Linked DNA regions of Hordeum vulgare: region 1 is linked to region 2. A link is a contact called in public Hi-C data. All regions are on one chromosome and are shown on one strand. The core of a region is the stretch at or near the end of the contact, and the rest is flanking DNA. Distances in the headings are between cores, read along the strand shown.

Region 1 (4,624 bases), core at 872-3,371, 320 kb after region 2:
GCCGGCCTCGCGAGCGTGTCAGCATCCCGGTGCACCAAGCGTGGTGGCACTGGGAGCACCGGGCCCCACTACCGTCCCCTGATGTCATCCTCCTGCACCACTGGCATCTGGATACTGAGAGGATCCCGGTGTCGGCCGTGCCGTGGTCGGCGCGAATGCACGCGGAGGAGGCGAGTCGCCGTCGTCGTCTGCTGATGTTGGAGCAGCGGCTCAACCCTTGCTACGCGGTCGACTCTCCCCACTAGGAGCTCTGGTTTGCGGTCGAGCACGAGGAGCAGCGCCGGTGCGGCGTGCGTGGCATGCAGCCAGAAGGCCCTCCATCGCCCCCGCCTGTCGTTAGCGAGGAGGACCGGGAGGCGGAGGCCGTCTACGAGGCGGCGCTGGCAGTCATTCTCCGTGAGAGCGATAGGAAGAGAGGTGCAAGGCCGACGAGGAGGAGGCAACGTACCAGGAGCGGCTCCCGGAGGCCATCGCGCTGTCCGCTGCAGGCGACTGCGTCGTGTCACCTCCGCCGAAGACCGAGCCCACGGAGCCGCAACAGGAGGTCTACGAGTGGACCGGCTGCCTCCGCTAGTGTGTGAGTGCGCCTCCCATCTAGTTGGACGCGACACCGGAGTAGGAGGAAGCCTACCTCCTGCACTGGAAGTCGCAGCACCTGTCGACGGAGCACGTGGAAGGCCATCGGCAGATGGCGCTGGAGAAGAAGGCGGAGGAGGAACGACTAGAGATGGAGGAGGAGGAGCGTCCGTGTTGCGCTCCCACCGCCACCAGCACAACCCACGCCGACAGGACAGACGATGAAGGCGTAGGCAACTGCCCTCTGGAATACGGCGTCCCCCTCGGTCCGCCCTGCGCCTATGTTGGTTGACCTCAGCGACGCCGCCGCCGACGACGACGACGCCTAGGGCTGCTTCATAGTTTAGGTTCTATTTATGTTTAATTAATGTAATGGGGATGCGTGGACTTTTGCGGGCCTTCGTTGCCGGCTTTTAATGTTTAATTAATGCTTGTTTATTATTTTTAGAAATGTTTTTTTTCACGCGAGATAAAAATGGATCGGACCAGCGTTAGACGCAAGCGCCGACCATTACGCCGAAGCGAACGTTGATGTCCGTCGACCTAAACGGACAAAAAACGAACAAAATAGTTGTCCCCTCTTAGAGTTTTTTTTTTGAAAGAAAAATCCTCTTAGAGATAGGTAAATCTTTTATGTTTTATCTCTTATCTCTCTACCTCACGCGTGTATCTCTCCTGGTTATTCCTTAGATCAACCACCTATGTAAACCTACGAGATCCTCTCTCGACTATATCAATAAATACATCGCGAGTTCCTGTTTAAAGGAGTTAGATGCTTTACCCATTTCCAACAGTTGAACGATGAGTGTGCGTTATTTACATAGTTGCATGTAATTGTTTGGATTTAAGATATACTCCTTCGATGAACTAACATAACATTTTTATATTAATTTACGAAGGGAGTACTAATTAAGATGACTGGCCGATGCCGGATTTGCCAAGCCTGGCTGTGCTCTAAGTTACTCCTCGTTGTGACCAACCATTAAGTACTCGATAGTTCATGTGTGTGGCGCCGCATAAACTATGATAGACCCTAATATATTTTTTTCCCTAGATTTTACAGGTGAATGCCTTTTTCCTGTTCAAGTGTATTGTTTCGTTATTTTTTTGGATGGTGGAAATCAATCTTCCTACTCCCTTCGTTTTTAAATATAAATTTTTTAAACATTTTACTACGAATTACATATAATTTAAAATTTATAAAAATCTATATAGTAAAATAAGTTTATATACGTACGTATGTTGTTTGTTGTATAATCTTTAAAATAATTTATATCTAAAAACGGAGGGAGTATATCGGATGGAAAAAGAGCATATGCCATGGCACACACGGTCATCAACCCCCGCAGGCACTATCCCGGGCCACCTGGCAGCGCCGCACACACTATTTTAATTAATCAACAACCAGACCGCAGGAGGAGACCAAGCATTAACACGAGGCACCAGCTTAATTACTTACTACTGTACGTGGATAGATAGAGTTAATTAATTAAGTGCAATTAACCCGCCACCCCCTCGCTTAGTCTAGCATTATCTCCTCCTCCTCCTCCTCCTCCCGTCGCCACCCACCTCGTCGCTCTCGCACCGGCCGCGTGGCGCTCGCTTTCCCTTTCCCTTTCCGCCGGCGCACGTCTCCGCGCTCCTCCACCCGTCCTAACAGCCATGTCATGTTAACCACCGCGATTATCCATCGCCCAATCCCGTCTTAGTTCCGTCCATCCAGCCAGCCAGCCAGCCCGCGTGCGTGCGTGTGGAGTGAGCTCGCCCCTGTCGTCCATCTGTGGCCGCCGATTGGCCGGCCGGCCTCTCGGGATTCTCTCTCAGAACGACTAGAGTGAGAGAGAGAGAGAGGAGGAAGACGCCCTATTGGCCGGGAGCCGCGCGCCCTCCCCCCAGTGGTCAGTCATCTCATCTCGCTCCTCTGCTCCTCCTTTTTATCCTCCTCCGCTCGCTTCTCTTGATTCGTTCCGATGCGGGACGACGGGTGTTTCCATTCTTGGTTCTGGCCGCCGCCGCCGGATGCGCGACGACGGATAAGTTGCCAGGAGGCTTATCCGAATTCCACCGGCTTGGGTTGGGTTGGGTTGGGTTGGGTCGGGGGAGTGGAGACGGAGAGCGAGTGCTGCGGGGATCTCGCTCGTGCGGCGTACGTCGTCGCTAGCCGTTGCCGGCGGCGGGGGGGAGAGTCCCGGCCGGTCGCTGTTAAGACCGGCCGCCGCGGGTCAGGGCGCGATATCCGTCGAATTCGACCGGCGAGGCGAGGAGACGGCGTCTGCTACTGCTTTGCTTTGCTCCGACGGCGGCGGCGGCGGGCGCCGGAGGATTTCCTGCCTCTCTTCCTCGGCCCGGTTGCACTGTTCTAGCTAGAGCATCATCTCCTTTTCACTGTTCTGCTGTGTGTTCCATTGATTGATTCAGGTTAGTGCGTGTCGAACAAACTGTCAATTGACTGTACTGTACTAATCTGTCAGCCGCTGCTACCACCATCACTATGCCGTGAACCCGGAGAAAAGTCGTTGATTGGTTCGATCCTGCTCAGTAGCAGTAGCAGTAATTGCTTCAGTTCCTGGTAGAGTACTCTTAATGATCACGATCCGTCTGTTCTTCTGAGCATCCGGCGCGTGGCAAGTTGAGTTTTTTTGAATGGGCAAGCTCTGAGTTTGCAACGCATCTTCTTCTCCGTTGACCGGCGAGTGTGCCATGTTCTGATGGTGGTGCTGCTGGAACAGCAAAAGAAGCTATGAGCGGCATGGGATCGCGGCCGGGGGAGAGCAACCTGGTGGAGCCAAGAGGGCTGCCGTCCGGCGGCATGGCGATGCAGCCCTGGTGGACGGGGTCCGGGTTCGGGGCCGTGTCTCCGGCCGTCGTCGCGCCGGGAAGCGCCGCGGGGATCAGCCTGTCGAGCAACCCGCTCGGCGGCGGCGCGGCCAAGGGCGCGGCGCAGGGGAAGAAGAAGAAGAAGAAGACGGTCGACGACGACGACGACGCGCGGGGCGAGAGCAGCGACGACGACTCGCCGAGATCAGGGGAACCAAAAGGTTTGTGTCTCTTGTTCTGTCTACTACTTCTACTACTGCATGATTTGTTTATTCCTGTCCTCTGTATTGTTTTCTTTGAAAAATCTTGGATTTTGTGAGCAGAGTGGCTTCAGCAAAATGATGATGAAACTAATGTCCTATCTTCATCTTGTAAACTGAATGTCCCTGAATAGAGAGTAAATATCTTCAGTAACTTATGCACCTGAAAAACTGATGTTATCATTGGATATGATCATGTCTGCAATTCACATACCTTTTCTTTTCTCGACAAGTGAAACATATTAACATCGCGAAAGATATCAATTACACCCGGTCTTTGCACCAACAAGATGTTGAAACACATCAAGGATGCATACAATCAAAAAAGAATATAAAAAGAACAGAAAACAGAAAGAAAAAAAAAGACGCCGTCACGGTGAACAATCACTAGCAGCAGCTGCACTCTAACCACCACCAAAGACAACATTCGAAATACTACAAAATAGGTTCTCTAAAAGCAAATTTACATACCTGATACTCGCTTCCTTGATGTTGTCTGAATGCCAGATGGAAGCTTTGATGAAGAGAAGCAACATGCTGCATCCCGGATGCCTGCTTTGGCGTCGGACTATTTACCACCATACTCACAGCTGGAACTAAGCCAACCAATGGTATGAACTCTTTCCCTACCTGGATTCTTTTTTTTCTGTTGATGTTTGCAAACATATGTGCGCTGTCTAGCGGCGCGATTCATCATCTGAAGGAGATGTGGGTATTGTGCAGGCTTCGGCACCGTACCCGTACCCTGATGCTTACTACGCAGGCATGGTTGGCCCCTATGGCGCTCAAGCAGTGGTATGTTTTTCATGTCAATTTAAACACCGGAAATCATCTCCCCCCTTGTATGAAATTCTAAATTAGCACAGTATATCCGTGCAAATTGTTGTATTACCCGGTAAACCTCGAGCATTTCTGAACTGCCTGCATTCCTTGAGCATTTCTGAAGTGTCTGTTTGCATTCCTTGTGGCAC
Region 2 (5,019 bases), core at 345-2,844:
GAGTTCTCACAAATGGAAACAACAATTTTAGTCAATGAATTATCATATACTACGTACAATACAAGCAAAAGATGACAACACTCAAGGTCCATAAGAAATCATGTCAAGTTTCATCTGGGTATATCACAAACATATTTAATTTAATCTGAAAATGCAGTGAAACATCATTAAGCTGGTATCTGCAACATACAATAAAGAGATTTTTATTTTTATGGCATTGCAAAATTCCAAATTAACTACATGTCACTATATACATAGATAGCAACAACAGAAAAAAAAATCATCCATAATATGAACAGATGACCCATAGGAAAATCAAAGACAGCTTAGAAGGAGCACTATCATGGTGATAGTTCTATCCACTGCACATTTGCTAAGTGTACTCTAGAACAGTTCTTTTGTATTACAGTACTATTATGTAAGTTGCTCTATGATCCCAATGATGGAAACATGCAGTCAACTTGGACTACCGTCGACGCTTTATTTTAGACAGATTTTTTTTGTCAAGGCAATTGAAGCCCATATGCAAAATTTAGTTGAGGTATCCCAACTAATGGAGTGTATAACAGGCATCTAACTTATCCAAAAATGTTTGACAAACAAATAACAGACAGCATTCATCAACAAACTGTAAATACGAATAAGAACACCTACAAGGCTACACAATACATTCATCAACAAACTGTAAATACGAATAAAAAAACTGTAAATACGAATAAGAAAACCTATAAGGCTACACAATGCATTCATCAACAAACTTTAAATACGAATAAGAAAACCTACAAGGCTACACAACAGTAAGGCATAAGACCCCATTTAAGTGAGCGAAAATCCCCAACCACATACCCTGCCCGTCGAACAAGAGGTCTAAACCAGCGAAGTAACCTGAACAAACCCTAAGAAAACGGAAAGGGTGTAAATCAGAAGAGGTGTCGCCTATGATAAAGGCGGGGGATAGCAAACCCTAGCCCCTCCATCCCAGGTACGCTAGTCACGGGCAATCCACAGCAGAACCGCTAGAGAGTACAGAAGGGAAATCAGGGCTGTACGCATCTGCACCTTGCGGAGGGCGGTGGCGAGCTCGCCGCGGGTGAAGTTGGCGGTGGCGGCGGTGCTGAGCGGCATGTTGTTGCGGAACTGGTAGAGGTGGAGGTTCTTCTGGATGAACTCGGTGAACTGCACGCTGTTGCCGCCCCGCGCCCCCAGGATTAAAAAAAAAGGCCAGATCGGGTCAGATCGAACGGAAAAAAGCGGGGCCGGGGCGGATCGACGGCGCGGGCGTGGAGGGAGGGGGGCGGGCGAGGTGGTTACCGGTCGCCGGGCTCGCCGGAGGCGCCCATGAGCTTGTGGGAGTCGAGGAGCATGATCTTGTCCTCGTCCGTCTTGTGGACGAGGATGCTCTGCACGGCCGACGTGTCCGCCGCCACCACCGCGAAGTCGCGGCCGACCACTCCGATGACGCACTCCATCGCCGGCGACGCCGCTGCTGGTTCGGCTGGGGTTCGTGAGGGGGGAGAGATTTGGGGACGGACGGGCGAGCGAGAGGGGTTGTAATTTGGGGGACTGGACTGGAGGCGAAGGCGAGTCCGGCTTCGGTCCCAAGAAAGAAAGGAACGAGCCGAGAGAGTCAGTCACGTCCGAGAGGGACGAGGACTTTGGGCCTCGCTGGGCTGGGCTGGGCTGCCTTGCGGTTACAGGCCGGCAAGTACACGCCTCATAATCGATGGAAATGTCTTCTTTCCTTATGGGTATCTCCGAGAAGCCAGCAGATCTTGTTGGTTGGACCTATTAACAAAGCATGGTTATGAGTTTCCGACTGGCTTCAAATTTAAAGGATCGTATAGGGCCCGCATACAACAGTTGATCAAGGACTTGGATTGCCTTCATATTCATCTTCAAAACTTGCCAGCAACTCTTGCCATATACGTGTGTACTTTTTGTAGAGAGGGAGAAAGCCAACACATGTACTATAAGCGATAACTGAACCGAAACTAAAAGAGATGACAAGATCCAACGAGTTTGGAGCTGAGACCGGTGCCACCGAAACCTGAACGGACCGACCTGCTATATCTTCCTCGTCATGTCATGTCAACCACAGCGAAGGAATTAATTCAGAATAAATTCAATTTCTCGTGGTTTACATGACTGGTATGAACATCAGTGAGTCTATAAACATTTTTGTTTACAATCGCCTAATTTGTCACCACCGCATGGGGCCATCCTCCCCGTTGCATCGACCTTGAAGAATCCTGCATATGTAGTCCATTGGGTGTTGATTGGTTTGTGTACCATTCAGTGGAAGGTTAACTGCTTGTTATCAAAATTGTCTTTTGAGACATCTTGTTCTTCTATGTATTTACTGCTCGATCATCAGACTGTCAAGAAGAGGACGCTCCAGGTGCACGCTCCCCCCTGCCGTTTTACCGTTCAGGTAGGCTCTGCAAAGACAAAACAGTCTCAAGTCAACCCAAAACGGCCGTTGCATCACATGCAAATGTCACCAGCCTGGTCAATGATGTAATGCTTCTCTAGACAAGCACCGGTGGATTCAGCGCAGCATAGAATGCCACCGCCAAAACGCAGGCGGTTTAGTGAATGTGATCAGTGAGACATCGTCTGAACACTTATGTGCTCGAGCATCGCATTAGAATCTACGCGCTGTTTCCAGTGAGATATAGAGAGAGTTGCTAACTTCAGTTCAGCGCGCGTAACAGCGCAGCAACGAAAAGCTCAGCTTGCAAGAAGTAGATAATATAGACCTTACACTGGTCGACTGGAGCTCTGTTGTCGCAGTATTGCCGTCCTCCTGTAATCAAAACAATAGAGCTGATTAGGATGTCCAGCCAAATACTCTTCCTTAACTTCTGTAGAATATATGACAGCACTGATTGTGTGGCTTATCACCTCGAGTAAGAGATCTTTTCTTGTTATCAGTCCTACGACACGAGAAGGCCGAGGAACGACGAAGATATGCCTCAATCCTAGTTGGCGGAAGAGATTGTACACCTGGGAATCGTCACAAAGATCATCTCATATCCAACTCACTGAAATGAGTGTATAGTGCAAATGAAAGCAAGCTTTACCTTTGCCAAAGACATGTCCTCTGGCACTATGTAAGGAGACGGATTTAGAAATGGGGCAAGATCTAAATACAAACCAAGTTCCTCATCCGTCAAATGAATATCATCAATCGACTTCCCCTTACTTGAAGCTGGCTTAACAAAGTCACTAAAATTGTGCCTGTGTAACAGCAAAAACAGTCCATTATTACCAGTCAATAGACTATTGGTTCCTACTTAAGGCCTTGTACAACGCAAGGTGCTTAGCGAAGGTGCTTAGTAAAATAACCCGTTTTTTTTTCAACCACGAGTGCTTATCTCTATAGGAAGGGTACCTAATTAAGCGTCTACCCTTTACAAATAAGCACCGGTGCTTGAGAAAAAAAAAATTCTAAGCACCTCCTATAAGCACCTTAAATTGTACAAGGCCTAAGGCTGTCCTTGGCATCGTGGTGGATTCTTGTAATCACATTTGCCTCATCCGTTTTCCCTGTTTTAGATTTTTATAGTGTTTGTTTGAACCGACTTTGCCTACTTTTGTGCCTAATTTTGCATAGCAGATTATAAAATACGCACAGTTCAGCACCCGCAAGCTGAGCCTTAGACAAACCTGTTCAGTATGCCTGGCCCACAAGGGAAAGGAGTATTCTGGAAATCTACTTTAGATTGCAAAAGCACCAACAAGTGACTGAAAGAAGAGGGCAAATGGGTCAGTGTTCAGTGTGCAAGGTAAACCAAGAAAGCAAGAGCACATGGTACTGCATCTTACCTACGAAGTATGAGACCTATGACAAGCGACTCGCCATTCTGCCCACGTTCAACAATCTGAACAGCAAAAGAAAACCTGTTATTTAAACCTCCCACAGAAGCAGCTGTGTTATAGAACTGGCATCTACTTACAGGGAAGCCATTGTGCTTGTTGCTTTGCAGAACAGAAACAATATCAACAACTCTTGAAACACGAGAAAGGCACACAACCTAACACCAGACACCAAAATATTGGATGTGTTAGGATTTGGAACTATACTGACACAAGATATAGTTCTTTCTTCCATCTTGAATGGAATAAAAATCATCGGAACCTTTTGATTCTTGCAGGCATCCTTTGCATTCATGTTTCTCATCACTTGTTTAGGCCTAGAGTCAAGTAAAGGGATGCCCTTTAATCGGGCCTGCTCTTCATATAGCCCCTCATTAAAGAAATCACCAACAGCCTACATGAACGGAAATCAGAAGCAACACTCTGCATGTTCAACGAGGAGTGAAGTTCACAGAGTTTGAGACTTCGAGTAGATGTTTGCAGAGTTTTTACCTTAGAGATTAGAAGAACAAGCATGATTAATGGCAAGAGTTGCAAGTTATTTGTAATCTCGACCATAATAACACATAAAGATACGGTCATTCTCATTGAACCACCAAGAAACGAAGCGGCACCAAGTAGAGCATACCTATAATAATATTAAAAATAAGTAGGAAATTATGCCTCACCATCAGATTATTAAAATGGTAAAATATCCAGAGAAGAAAGGAAGAATAAAATTTAAGGGGCCATTAACGCAAGGGTGTTTGGTCAGGCTTAACTTTGGTTTTGCAATTTGGCTTATAAGCTAAAATAGCACCTATTTATGGGCTTTTGGCTTTGGTCTTTGGCTTATGACTGGATGTTGTTACATGACAGCATAAGCCAAAAGCCAAATCCAAAAGCCCATAAATATGTGTTTTTTGGCTTACAAACCAAAGTTAAATACGTGCAACATATGTTGAATTGAAGAGATGGTGAGAACTCACGTGCCCTCGTCAACATTTAGTTTCTTATAAAACTTAACAACAGACATCCCAACAAGCCGACCATACGTAGATCCGATCATTATTCCTGGAACAAACTGTCCAGCTGGAACAGCAGTTCCAAATGTTACAACAGCTAAGGAGTAAAACATGACCTGAGCAAAGCAAGAAAAGG

Evidence for each region. A called contact is a pair of places that touch in the nucleus more often than the background predicts.
Region 1: a contact with region 2 is called in a Hi-C map of seedling, with 5 times the contacts expected there. The contact joins the promoter of LOC123447281 here to the promoter of LOC123447267 in region 2. A contact is called at or near these places in 4 of 6 Hi-C or Micro-C datasets (leaf and seedling) and 1 of 1 datasets of contacts at active chromatin or transcription factors (embryo).

What each region holds. Positions count from the first base shown.
Region 1 is chr4H:12,237,032-12,241,655 of MorexV3_pseudomolecules_assembly, forward strand. It overlaps LOC123447281 (nuclear transcription factor Y subunit A-7-like), which reads left to right and starts at 2,122. Exons shown (of 6, transcript XM_045123871.1): 1 at 2,122-2,474; 2 at 3,306-3,614; 3 at 4,161-4,264; 4 at 4,377-4,448. The coding sequence starts at 3,317.
Region 2 is chr4H:11,922,411-11,927,429 of MorexV3_pseudomolecules_assembly, forward strand. LOC123447267 (proteasome subunit beta type-2) reads right to left here and starts at 1,595. Exons shown (of 3, transcript XM_045123857.1): 1 at 1,312-1,595; 2 at 1,060-1,183. The coding sequence starts at 1,469. It overlaps LOC123447264 (chloride channel protein CLC-d), which reads right to left. Exons shown (of 23, transcript XM_045123854.1): 14 at 4,848-4,999; 15 at 4,372-4,507; 16 at 4,142-4,273; 17 at 3,960-4,037; 18 at 3,829-3,884; 19 at 3,670-3,747; 20 at 3,084-3,240; 21 at 2,905-3,006; 22 at 2,760-2,806; 23 at 2,043-2,438. The coding sequence ends at 2,357.